2 separate regions of the Columba livia genome follow, and region 1 is linked to region 2. Evidence: chromatin contacts called from public Hi-C data. All regions are on one chromosome and are shown on one strand. Each heading gives the region's core, a stretch centred on a gene start, on an enhancer-like site or on the middle of the called end of the contact. The rest is flanking DNA. Distances are from core to core; before and after follow the strand shown.

Evidence for each region. Hi-C and Micro-C count contacts between places; a contact is called where the count stands out from the background.
Region 1: a Hi-C map of crop shows a contact between it and region 2, with 4 times the contacts expected there. The contact joins two enhancer-like sites. A contact is called at or near these places in 2 of 2 Hi-C or Micro-C datasets (crop and liver).

What each region holds. Positions count from the first base shown.
Region 1 is chr15:1,293,882-1,300,064 of bColLiv1.pat.W.v2, forward strand. It overlaps MRTFB (myocardin related transcription factor B), which reads left to right. Exons shown (of 17, transcript XM_065030431.1): 9 at 3,073-3,213; 10 at 4,660-4,907. Among named protein-coding and RNA genes, the nearest start is that of TRNAT-CGU, 24 kb to the right of the region's middle. Within about 2 kb of position 1,745, at least 1 of the 3 cell types and tissues checked has an H3K27ac peak away from gene starts, as active enhancers do.
Region 2 is chr15:1,205,617-1,210,890 of bColLiv1.pat.W.v2, forward strand. ERCC4 (ERCC excision repair 4, endonuclease catalytic subunit) reads left to right here and starts at 6. Exons shown (of 11, transcript XM_065030440.1): 1 at 6-244; 2 at 1,164-1,344. The coding sequence starts at 50. Within about 2 kb of position 3,390, at least 1 of the 3 cell types and tissues checked has an H3K27ac peak away from gene starts, as active enhancers do.

The sequences.
Region 1 (6,183 bases), core at 495-2,994, 87 kb after region 2:
ATAAAAGGAATATTGTAGTAGGTGATCCAATTGCTTTCTTAAACAATGGAAATGAAAGTGATCTCATTTGTCTGGATTTAATTCTGTATGATATTGAATGCTGGCAAAACCAGAGAAGATGGTGATTAGTAGAGATAAGGCAGAAAGAGGAAAGCACTGGGTTGAAAGGAAGTTGGCAGGAGTTGATCTGAGGGCATTCCGGTTTTATGTTATTAACAACCTTGACATAAGAATGGGTCACGTACCAGAAGCTGGAGGGCACAGTCAGCACAGTTGGATTGCTGGTATGCAGGAAGAACTGGTTGATTTGGCTTTTAGGAGAGAGATAGAGTTCCAGTAGAACAGAACAGTTCTTAAAAAAAATACACAAGACATTTCCTTTGCATGAAAAGGACCCGTGGTGAGCTGGGGCCTCAGGTGCAGGCAGAGGGGAAGGCACACGGAGCGGTGTTGAGGGTTTAGATTGCGGGGTGACAATCAAACACTGGCAGATGTATTGTTCACCTCCTCTCCTCCCCCCCCACCCCTTTTGTCCCTCCCTCTCCCCCTTCCCACTCAGCACAGGCCATCCGGAGGGAAAGAAGGACAGAGACAAGAGAATTGGGAAAATTAACAATGTGTTACTAATGCTACTGATAAGAATAGAGAAAATAATACAGAATATATAAAACCAATCTTGAAAGTCTCAGCAACTGCAGAGCCGGCACCCGAAGTCCTGGACTGGACTCTGCAGCCAACCGGAGCTGGATTCAGTCTGTCACTGGCCTCAGTTCGCAGGGATGACTCGCAAGGTCCTCTCCTAATGTCGCCATAAGGAAAAGGGACGAGATCCTCGTGATCTCCCACTTTTATATGGGGTATCAGGTGAATGGGATGTTATACACAGTTGGTCAGTTTTTGGTCACCTGTTTCTCGTCGCCCCTCTCCCGAGATGTCCATCCATGCTTGTCAATAACTTCACATTCCATTGCTGTGTTCACCAAAACATGGATCTGGTTCTCCAGGAGAATGCAGCTCTTATGAAGCTTCAGCTGACAGGCAAATTCACTAAAAGAGAAACTTGTTTTTAACAAAACCAGGACAAGCGGGAAGGCACACGGAGGGGCGGCAGCAAGCTGCTCCGTGTGTCTGAGAGAGGATCCCACATGGAATATCCTGTACATTTCCAGTCACTCAGAGCCAAGAAACACTGATGAAAATTGTAACACAAATAGGAAAGGATGAGCAGAGAGCGAAAAATCTCTTTTATGAGAAAAGAATAAAAATTCATTTGTGTAGCTAGAAAAACAAGGGCTGAGATCTGTTTGTGTACAGGGTCTATATCCCATCAGAGGGATATTGACTATAGAAGGAAATAGGTTTTAAATCAGATAACAATTTCAGAACAAGAAAAATGGATATGACAAAGTTAAGCTTGGTGAAGTTCGCTTATTATGTAGGAAAACTTTTGGCAATCTTCTGGTAGGTGTAGTGGTGCCAGGAAAAGAATCATAATGAAGTCTTAAGTCAGTATGGAATTGGGTAAGCTTACAGAAGAAATGACACACATGGTGTTTGTAACAGCAAGGGAACAAACGCAGTGACGCTCAGGCTGCTGGACTGTACCTACACAGTCCTGTGATCGTGCTGGGGGCAGGTACAGAAGAAACGCAGCTCCGGGCGCAGGCAGGGCTGTGCTTGCCGTGAAAACACCACGGGAAGTTGTGTGTTCAACACAGGCTGCTCTGCTGCCGCGGGATCCTCCGGAACAAAGTCTGTTCCCCTGTCTTGCTGTTTGACCCTCATGAAAGAGAGAGAGGGTTTGCTGGCAGTCCTGCTCTGGGTGGTAAGGTTCTCGTGTTCACAAGATCCTGCCTCCACAGACAGAAAACAGTGAAGGCCTCAAGCGTGTGGTAATAAAGCGGGTTTCCTGTGAATTCAGCAGCTGCTTTGGTGTGCCCCTGGTGAGCCTGGGGTCAGACTGTAACGCTGCTTCAAGCAGAGTCATAAATGGTGGTATCTCCGCTAGCACTTGCTAACAATGCACTCCATTCTTCCTTTAATTATTTTTAACCCTTATCTCTCCTTTTTTTGTAATTAATACAATTTTATTTGAACTATTTTTCTATACTTAGTTGCATATGAAAGTATGACTTATATTCTTAAAAGCTGTAATTCTTTGGTTGTAGAAGCCTTCATATATGAAACATGGTAATGCTAACCAGAAAAAATATTAGACATGAGCTCTTGCTGTAATTCTGACAGACTGCATGAAGAGGAGGTTTCTGTAGCGACAGCTGTCAGGTCTAGAAGAGTTTTGCAATTATCAAGTTAAGAGCTGGCATCAATTAGTTAATCTGATTCTGGGCCACCAGCCAGGGGCAAATACGTGTTAGGAACATTTTAAGTAACATGTTCCTGACTTGAATGGGTGAGGTTAGTTCTGAAGGCACTTCCAGCTCTTTCTGATGGTTTTGTAAGAAGGAAAGAAAGAAAATGTCTTGATGATACTTCTTTATTTGTTTGCATGTGTGTTAGAAGGAGAAAAGAATTCTGCAAATTAAAACAGCAGTGTAAAGGTTATAAAAACAAAGCCCTTTCTTGAGGGCTCTTTTTGTATGTTGTTCTAAATCCTTTTTGGTTATCATTCTTTCTATCCACAGAAAAAAAAAAAAAAGAAGAATAAAAATCATAATAATAAAGAAAAATGTTAATGATGTCGGAAAAATATTTATGATACACTACAAAATTGGTATTAAAATCAATTACTGTTTCCCTTTGGTGAAACTAGAAGTAAATTCTGTATTAGTAAAAACAGATTTTGGATGCGTTTACATGCAGTAGTTATAATACAAACGAAGAAGTCAAGGTAAGAAACCAGTTTATCTCATTTAATATATTTGTAGTGTGCCAATATATGCCTTGTTAGAATATTTGTAGGCACAAATACAAGAAAGGCCAGTTTGCACTATTCCTCCCAAAAATATTTTGTGAATTTAAGTAAATTGTCTTAACTTTATCACATTTTTTCAATGACTCAGATGGTGGATGTTTTTAATGTTTCTCTTTCTCCTTATATTTTTTTAATACTAGTATCCACCTTTAACCTCTCCAGTTCCTGAATTTCTCAAAACCCCCTCTACAATTGAACAGCACGTTACACGTTCTACTGCTGCAACCACGCCGACCACCAGCACCGCGCCTGCGGCAAAGCCTGCGCCAGCGTTAGTAAAGGTCGGTGTCTGCAGTCGTGGCATCTGTTCTACGTTCTTAATCCATGTCCTACCCAGTGCTAGTGTTAGTGAAAAAATGCATGAGTAACGTTATAGTGCAGTATAATGTGTAGTGTAGTATAGCTAACAACTGTACTAGTGTCCGGGAGAACATAGCGGGTTGTTGACTGAAAGCGTCTGTCCGCTGAGCTGAGCCACCGGCACTCGGACGGACTGGCTCATTATTTCAGGAGGCCCTTCCAGTACAGCTGACACAAGTTTTCATTGCACTTTACATTGCTATGGAAGCTCTTAAGAAATAGGGATGAGATTTTTGCAGTATTGAGTTTCTACTTCCTATAGGTGAAATTAATTAATCTAGTTTTTATGGTGAATAATTTAATAGGAACAGAGGCAACTGCATTCCTAGTCTGCCTATAACCAAACTGGTGAACAGCATCACTCCTTTTCTGTGACTTATTTTCTTAGTCCATTTATTGTATAAGCAGAACACACAGCGTGAGAGCAGCTGCCGTATCCTCGTACTTGGACGTACTCAGTTCTCTTTTCTGCACTGACAGAGCCAGCAGCATGGAAAACTTTTTCAAACACCGTTGTGTTAGATGATGTCTATAATATTTCATTTCAGCAACTTTGCCAAAGGTTTTCAGCTCCGTATGTAGACTTCTGCCTAACTACGTTAAATTAATTCTCAGTTACATTTGCAAGGATGACCTTTAATAGTCAATTTCTAGTATAAATTTGGCTATATGTAGTGAAATCACTGGACTTGAACCAGCTTACTTAATGCAGGACCTTAATGACAAATTCAGACATCCCCAAAGCAGGTTATGTGTGTAATAAATGTGCATAGACCAACAGAGGATTTCTGCTCCGCTGCACTCTGTGTGACTGGGTAACTACCTGCCCTTCAACTTTTCACTCAAAATAATTTCAAAGGTCTTTAAAGGAGTTGTGCCACATGTGCAGGTGTTGCTACAAGGGATACTGCGGAAAGTTCGTGAGAGCAATCCTGTAATTCATAGGACTGTCTGTCCCTGCTTTTAATCCAGCCTTGTAAGCACTTCTGAGTGTTTACAGGTGGAGTTGAAGACACCAGCTTTTGCTTGCACGAAGTGCTAAGTGGCTTTGACGTTGCCTGTTTGAGAGCAATCTCTTTGCGATGGCAGGTCATGGCTAGCAGAATCCCTCAGCTTCATTTGTGCCATCCATTAAAGAACATTCCCAAACTGATTTGATGACCCCATCTTGTGCGCAGTCTAAGCCATCCGGAGTATGTTGACTTTGCAAGGATGGTAAGCGATCCTTTTGGGCAGGTTTGCAGGGATAATTGTATTCAGCAACTCCTTGCAGCAGATGCGGTCCCGTATGCTGTATCTTTGTACCTTGCGTAACTGCTTGTGAATGAGCTCTTACCGTTGTTTCAATCTTTACCATCCATAAACAGCAAAGCCACCCAAAGAATCCCAACGATAAGCATCGAAGCAAGAAATGTAAAGAACCTAAGCCAAGGGTGAAAAAATTGAAGTATCATCAATATATTCCACCTGATCAGAAAGGTGAGAAAAATGAGCCACAGATGGACTCCAACTATGCTCGTCTGCTACAACAGCAGCAACTGTTTTTGCAGCTGCAGATCCTGAGCCAACAGCAACAACACTACAACTACCAGACAATTCTACCTGCACCGCTGAAGTATGTGAAGCATTGTTTGTGTCCTTTAAACAAAAGATATACACATCAGTTATAGACTTAGTGCTTTAGGAGTAGCTGTGTTTTGCAAATACTAAGAAGCAGTTGGGATCCAAGAAAATTTAAATGGCAGTGTGCATCACTGGGTTATTATGTGCCTCATTTAACAAGGTGATGAGGTAGTTCTGTTGTTAAAATGCTCCTGAACGGTGATGAGGCTTTCAGTGGTTCTGGTTACTTTTGTGTGACGTGGAAACAGAATGTCTTCCCTGTCAGATGCCTTTTTTCTGACCAGATGCGTATTTGAAATCCTAAAGCATTTATGCAAAGGCAAGAAAGTTTTGACACCATTGTCACTCAGTTATGACATAGGCAGAACAGAAGAGAGCTTACAGATGATGGCTTTTGCAAAGACACAGAATATTCTTGTGGGTTTGTCTTTTTACGTCAGTCTGACAGACCACACTTCTGCAGTTTACTAATAAGAAAGAGTCATTTTAAATTAGGTGAAATGTGTGTGTTGTTGATAGCCGCATCTCTGATGCTTCAGGAGTTCCTCATCAGTGTTAACTTCAGCACGTGTAGCAGTGAGAAGTACGCTTTCCGATTTATTGGGAGAAGCGGTCAAAAATAAATGTTTAAAGAGTCGCCAGCGCCCTATAGCAGAATGAGAAGCAGGCGATCTGCAGAGCTTCATCCTCACCATCTAACACCAATTGTTCCCTGGAAATGCTTATAGTGTAACCTGGCACCGTCATACAAACCTCAATTCCAATTATTTTTTTCTTAAATGAGTGTTCACTGAGTTATTTTTCCTCAGCAAGTGAGGCTAGAAAAGTTAAAGATGCCATCTGTAGTTATATTTATAATTACCATGTATCCTAACATTTGGACTAGCGATGTTTCTGCCTGCTTACCCACGCTTCTTATGTTCCGTTTACTGACATTTCAGAAACATTTCTCCATAAATCAGTTGAACAAAATAAAAAAGCTGACTTACAGTACCTGGTGTAAATGATGGCATTTTTAATGTTTTTACCATTAATTTGAGATCTTGTATGAGAATCTTCTTTTAAGTACAGCTGATAAAAATGTGTCATCTTTCCAGTAAACTTCATTCACATCAGTCCTTATTGTATATTAACATTGCACACGTGCATAGGGGTATGGAGTTCAGTATTGTGGGACTTTTTTAGTGATGGCAAACAAACAGGTAACTAGTCGCCCTAGCTGATGGTTCCTCTATATGAACTGGTTCTGCGGTCCATAGTATCCTTCG
Region 2 (5,274 bases), core at 2,140-4,639:
GGACCGCGCCGCCCCGCTCCAGCAGGGGGCGCCGCCTCGGCTGCCGCGCATGCGCCGCTGCCCCGCGGCCATGGCGGCGCTCCTGGAGCACGAAACGCAGATCTTCCTGGAGCTGCTCCAGCAGGACGGGCTGCTCATCTGCGCCCGCGGGCTCGGCCTCGACCGCCTGCTGCTGCGCTTCCTGCGCCTCTACTGCGAGCCCACCAGCCTGGTGCTCGTACTCAACACCAGCCCCGCCGAGGAGGTAAACGGGGTCCTGCGCCGGCCTGTGCCCGCCCCGCCTCTTCCCCCGCGCCCGCCGCGCCGCTCGGGTTTGGGGGAAGTGACCCTGTCAGTGCCCCGGGCCGGGTGGGGCGGTGTGGGGCCGGTGGGGGGCCGGGCGGGCCGGTGAGGGGCCGGTGGGGGGCCGGGCGGGCCGCGGGTCCCGTCCTGTGCGCTACGTCCCGGGCTTTGCGGCTCCTGAGGAGAAGTCGTCAGACCAGACGCGTTTGGGATCAAATCAAGGCCCGAATTTCTACTCATGCAGCACGATGGTGTCCTAGTAGTAATAACGAGGTTAAATAACCTTATCTACGTAAGCTGTAAATAGTAGAAATCAGTGAGTAGCCAGCGAGCAGAAAGGGGTGAAACTTGCCAGCAGGTTTGTTCAGAAAATGCTGCTGTGTGTTGCCCGGGACCAGGGAGAACTCCCCCATCAGGAGGTGAGGTTCTGGGGATTTTTTGTCGTGACCTGAGGTGAATAAATCCCACAGCTGTAGTTCAGAAGGTTGAGCTTGATGTATGTGCCCTGCCTGCTGTTGTTGTCCTTGGCAGCCGCTCAGTGGACTAAACAACGACCTCCTCCCAAATTCCCTGTTAAGTCGGTATTAAAATTGCCTATTATCTGAAAAAGAGCTATTAAAATATAAGAAAAGGTTTAAGTATTGTGTAGCTAGTACTGAGGATACATAGATTTTTAAATCACCCTGGATGAGTCTGAAACTGGACAAAGCATACCTAAGCAGAAAAAAAATAATGATAATTCAGACCTCCTTAGGTAGTATCTTATACTGTCATGCTTTTAATGTGTTTTCAACAGCTTCTCAAAATTACCAGAGTATGTATAATTAAAGTTTGATCAGTTACCACAATGAAGTGTTGCATTTTTATTGCATTTGGTTTAGGAGTATTTTATTGATCAGCTGAGATCAGACGGAGTTGTTCATCTTCCTCGGCGTGTTACCAATGAAATTACAAACAATACTCGATACGAATTTTACACACAAGGAGGAGTCATCTTTGCAACAAGTCGAATCCTTGTGGTAGATTTCCTTACCGACAGAATTCCTGCAAACCTCATTACCGGTAAGAATTTAATGAAATAAAAGTGAGACTGTTCTGTTTGAAAATATACAAAGCTTAATTCCATAAGAAGAGTTCTACTAACCGGTATTGAGGCTGAAGAAGTATTCCTTTTTTTCCACACAAAGACTGAGATAAAATGAGTAGATATGTAGTTTGTTTGTTTGGGGTTTTTTAGTTGTTTTCTTTGCTCCAATTAGTTTGCTTGACTTACTCATACCGTTTGAAAACATCCACATTATTTTTAGATATTGGATCATGCGTTTGTATGGCTTTCTGATATCAGTAGCTGGCTACAAAACAAATGAGCAGTTGAACTACGCCCTTGACGTAAAAAAACTATAAAATTCAGACTGGCATTCAAAGGGGAATAATTGAACTTGGGGAAATAGCGTCCTGTGGTCTATAGGACACTGGCCTGTGATTAAAACTGATTGTAGATGCCATGTTTTGTCAACAATGCACACTGCCAATTTTTTGCATGAACAAAGTTCTCCTCATGCCTTTTCCTATCAAAAAATAGCAATATCATACTAATCTTTGTCTGGATGCACCTTGGACACTATCTGAATAGCAGTATTTTGAAGTAATGCTGTAACTATCCTTGTAAAGATTTTGGTTATCGCTTGGCACCTTTTTTGTTGTTATGTAGGATTTATACATGAAAGATGTGTTTTCCTCTCATGTTCTGTTCACCTACTCCCCCAGCCACTGCTATTTTTATGTTCTTGTCTAAGCTGGAAACCCTGGAGAGTTAATAAAATAGATATCTAAGAGCCAGGAATACAAGAATATTTTACTGCTATTTTTTAACATCTTAATGGCTATATATATAACTGAGTATTGAATGCTTAGAAGAATGTAAGTTTCCGCTTCAGAAACTGTATCCTGTTCCTTTTAGTCAGTGTGTTAAAAGCTCCAATCTGTGAAACAGTTTGAACAGTTTTATGCTGGAGCCGAAGGACACCAGATTTGTTAATTCTGGTATTTCTAGGTTAGAAATGTGAACACATTTTCTGGGCATTTTCTCATCTTCCCCTTGGCTGCTTCCTCTCTACCTTTTTGCCCTACCAAAGAGGAAGGACAAAAAAAAACAAACTCCAAACAAACAAAAACCACCACCTTTGGACTTTGCCAGTATGAAAAGAAGAAATACATTGCAGACTTGAAAAATAGCCCTGTCCTAGAATGATAGAATGACCGTTGTACTAGTTTTTGCGTTGCCACTAGAGGTCAGTGTGACAGCAGCCTCCACAGACCTGCTGCATTTAAAATGTGGGTGACACCGAGTTCTGTCGGAAACGCATATTACCTGTGTGTGACAGTGTACAACAAAAGCTTGTAATAGTGTTTCTTGAGGAGTTACCATGCACATACTTCTTTTTATTTTGCTAGGTGTTATAAATGTTTATAAAATTGGTGTAGAGTCACGTGTGAATTAACACCTGATGAACTCATAAATTCACCTAAATGAAGGTCAGAAATGATCACTGCAGTAAAGAGCTATTATTCCTGGTGCTTTTGGCCAGACAGAAATGATATACTTAATAGCACAGTAAAACTGGTGCAAGGTGCTGTAGTAAAGCATGGCAAGTTGTTTCTGGCAGGGCTTACACAGCACTATGAGCTCACTTCAAAGCAGGAAGATTGACTGAAAGCAGGGAGGCATTAGGGTAAACACAACGCCTGTGTCTCCTGTGAGGTCCTTGCGGAGTCACAAGACAAACTGGAGGATGTTTAATAATCAATGTGATCTTTATTAGGTCCTGAAAAATTTGCTTCATAGGAGAGATGCAAGAATATCTAGACAGAAAAATACTCTGTAGTGGATTATTGCGTGACTTGATCATGAATGGCAGCAGTTACACGGAATTCTTTTTCTTATAAATGCTTTTTAATTTACAAAGCAAATGCATGGCAAAAACAATGGCTGGGTGCTGAGTTGAAGAAACTTGTTACAGAAGTGAAACACACTGTGAGTTTCAGCTTCTGTAGCTACAGTGTAAAACCTGTGATGTTTGATGTCCTTTGCTGCCATTTTTGAAAGGCATTTATCATTCACTGGAAGCTGTGAACAGATAAAAGTACCACAGAGGCCTCACTTCACTGAGGGGGGGTGAAAAAAATGTAATGTGCTATTTAGCACAATTAGGCGTGAGTTAAAAATAAGGCTTGGTTTTAACAGGGCTTGGCTGAGTGAAGTGCAAATCCTGGAAGTATTCACCTCAAGCACTTAATGTAGTTAAACTGTTGTTTCACTTTCTCAGTACTAAAATGCATCTTTTTTTCTTGACACACCCATGGCCATGAAGGAAATTGGAAGTGTACTCACACAGTTGATGGTTCTTTCTGTCCTCAAGTGTGAACATGAATATCAGAAGGTGTAGAAAAGCAAAATAAGTATTTTCAGTAGTTCTTTGATTATGTAAACACTTGGACTATTGCCAGTGAAACATACTTGACAAGTCTGTAATTCCAGAACTTCTCTAACAAAATAATTTGAATATCACAATCTTGAACAAACCAAATTTTCTTTGTTGCAAAATTGTGTCTTGCTTTTTCTTTTACCCTTTTCAAAAGGCTCAAGTTTTGCCTCAGGAGTAAAGAAGGAGTAAAGAATTTTCTGAGATCACAGAATGGACTGGGTTGGAAAAGCCCTCAGAGATCACCCAGTCCAACCCTTGGTCCAACTCCAGTCCATTCACTAGATCATGGCACTAAGTGCCATGTCCAATCTCAGTTTACAAACCTCCAGGGACGGTGAGTCCAGCACCTCCCTGGGCAGCCATTCCAATGCCTGACCACTCTCTCTGCAAAGAATTGCTTTCTCATCTCCAGCCTCAATTTCCCCCGGCAGAGTTGAAGCCCATGGCCCCTTGTCCTATTGCTGATGCCTGGGAGAAGAGACCAATCCCCACCTGGCTAGAACTGCCCTTCAGGTAGTTCTAGAGAGTGCTGAGCTCAGCTCTAAGCCTCCTCTTCTCCAGACTAAACAAGCCCAGCTCCCTCAGCCTCTCCCCATAGGGCTTGTGTTCCAGTCCCTTCCCCAGTCTTGTTGCTCTTCTCTGGACCCGCTCCAGCACTTCAATCTCTTTCCTGAGCTGAGGGGCCCAGAACTGAACACAACACTCCAGGTGTGGCCTCCCCAATGCAGAGCACAGGGGAAGGATCACTGCCCTTGTCCTGCTGACCACGCTATTTTGGATACAGGACAGGATACCATTGGCCTTCTTGGCCACCTGGGCACACTGTTGGCTCATTTTGAGCTTCCTGTCCATTAGTCCCCCCAGGTCCCTTTCTGTCTGACTGCTCTCCAGCCACTCTGTGCCCAGCCTGGAGCGCTGCAGGGGGTTGTTGTGGCCAAAGTGCAAGACCCAGCACTTGGCCTTGTTGAACTTCAGCCCATTGGAATCAGCCCATTTTCCAATCCATCCAGATCCCTCTGCAGAGCCCTCCTGCCTTCCAGCAGGTCGACACTCCCTCCCAGCTTGGTGTCATCAGCAAATTTGCTGTTGATGGTCTCAATCCCCTCATCTAAATCGTCAATCAAGATGTTAAACAGGACTGGACCCAACACTGACCCCTGGGGACACCACTAGTGACTGGCCGCCAGCTGGATGCAGCCCCATTCACCAGCACTCTCTGGGCCCGGCCCTCCAGCCAGTTCTTAACCCAGCAGAGAGTGCACTTGTCCAAGCCATGGGCTACCAGCTTTTGCAGGAGTATATTATGGGAGACAGTGTCAAAGGCCTTGCTGAAGTCCAGATAGACCACATCCACGGCTTTCCCCTCATCCACCAGCTGGGTCACCTGATCATAAAAGGAGATCAGCTTGGTCAGACAAGATAAGAAGTCCTGTACAAGTTTGGGGGTTGGTTTGTTTTACTTTGGTTTTGTTGATTGTTTTGTGTGGGTTTGTTTTGCTTGGTTGGT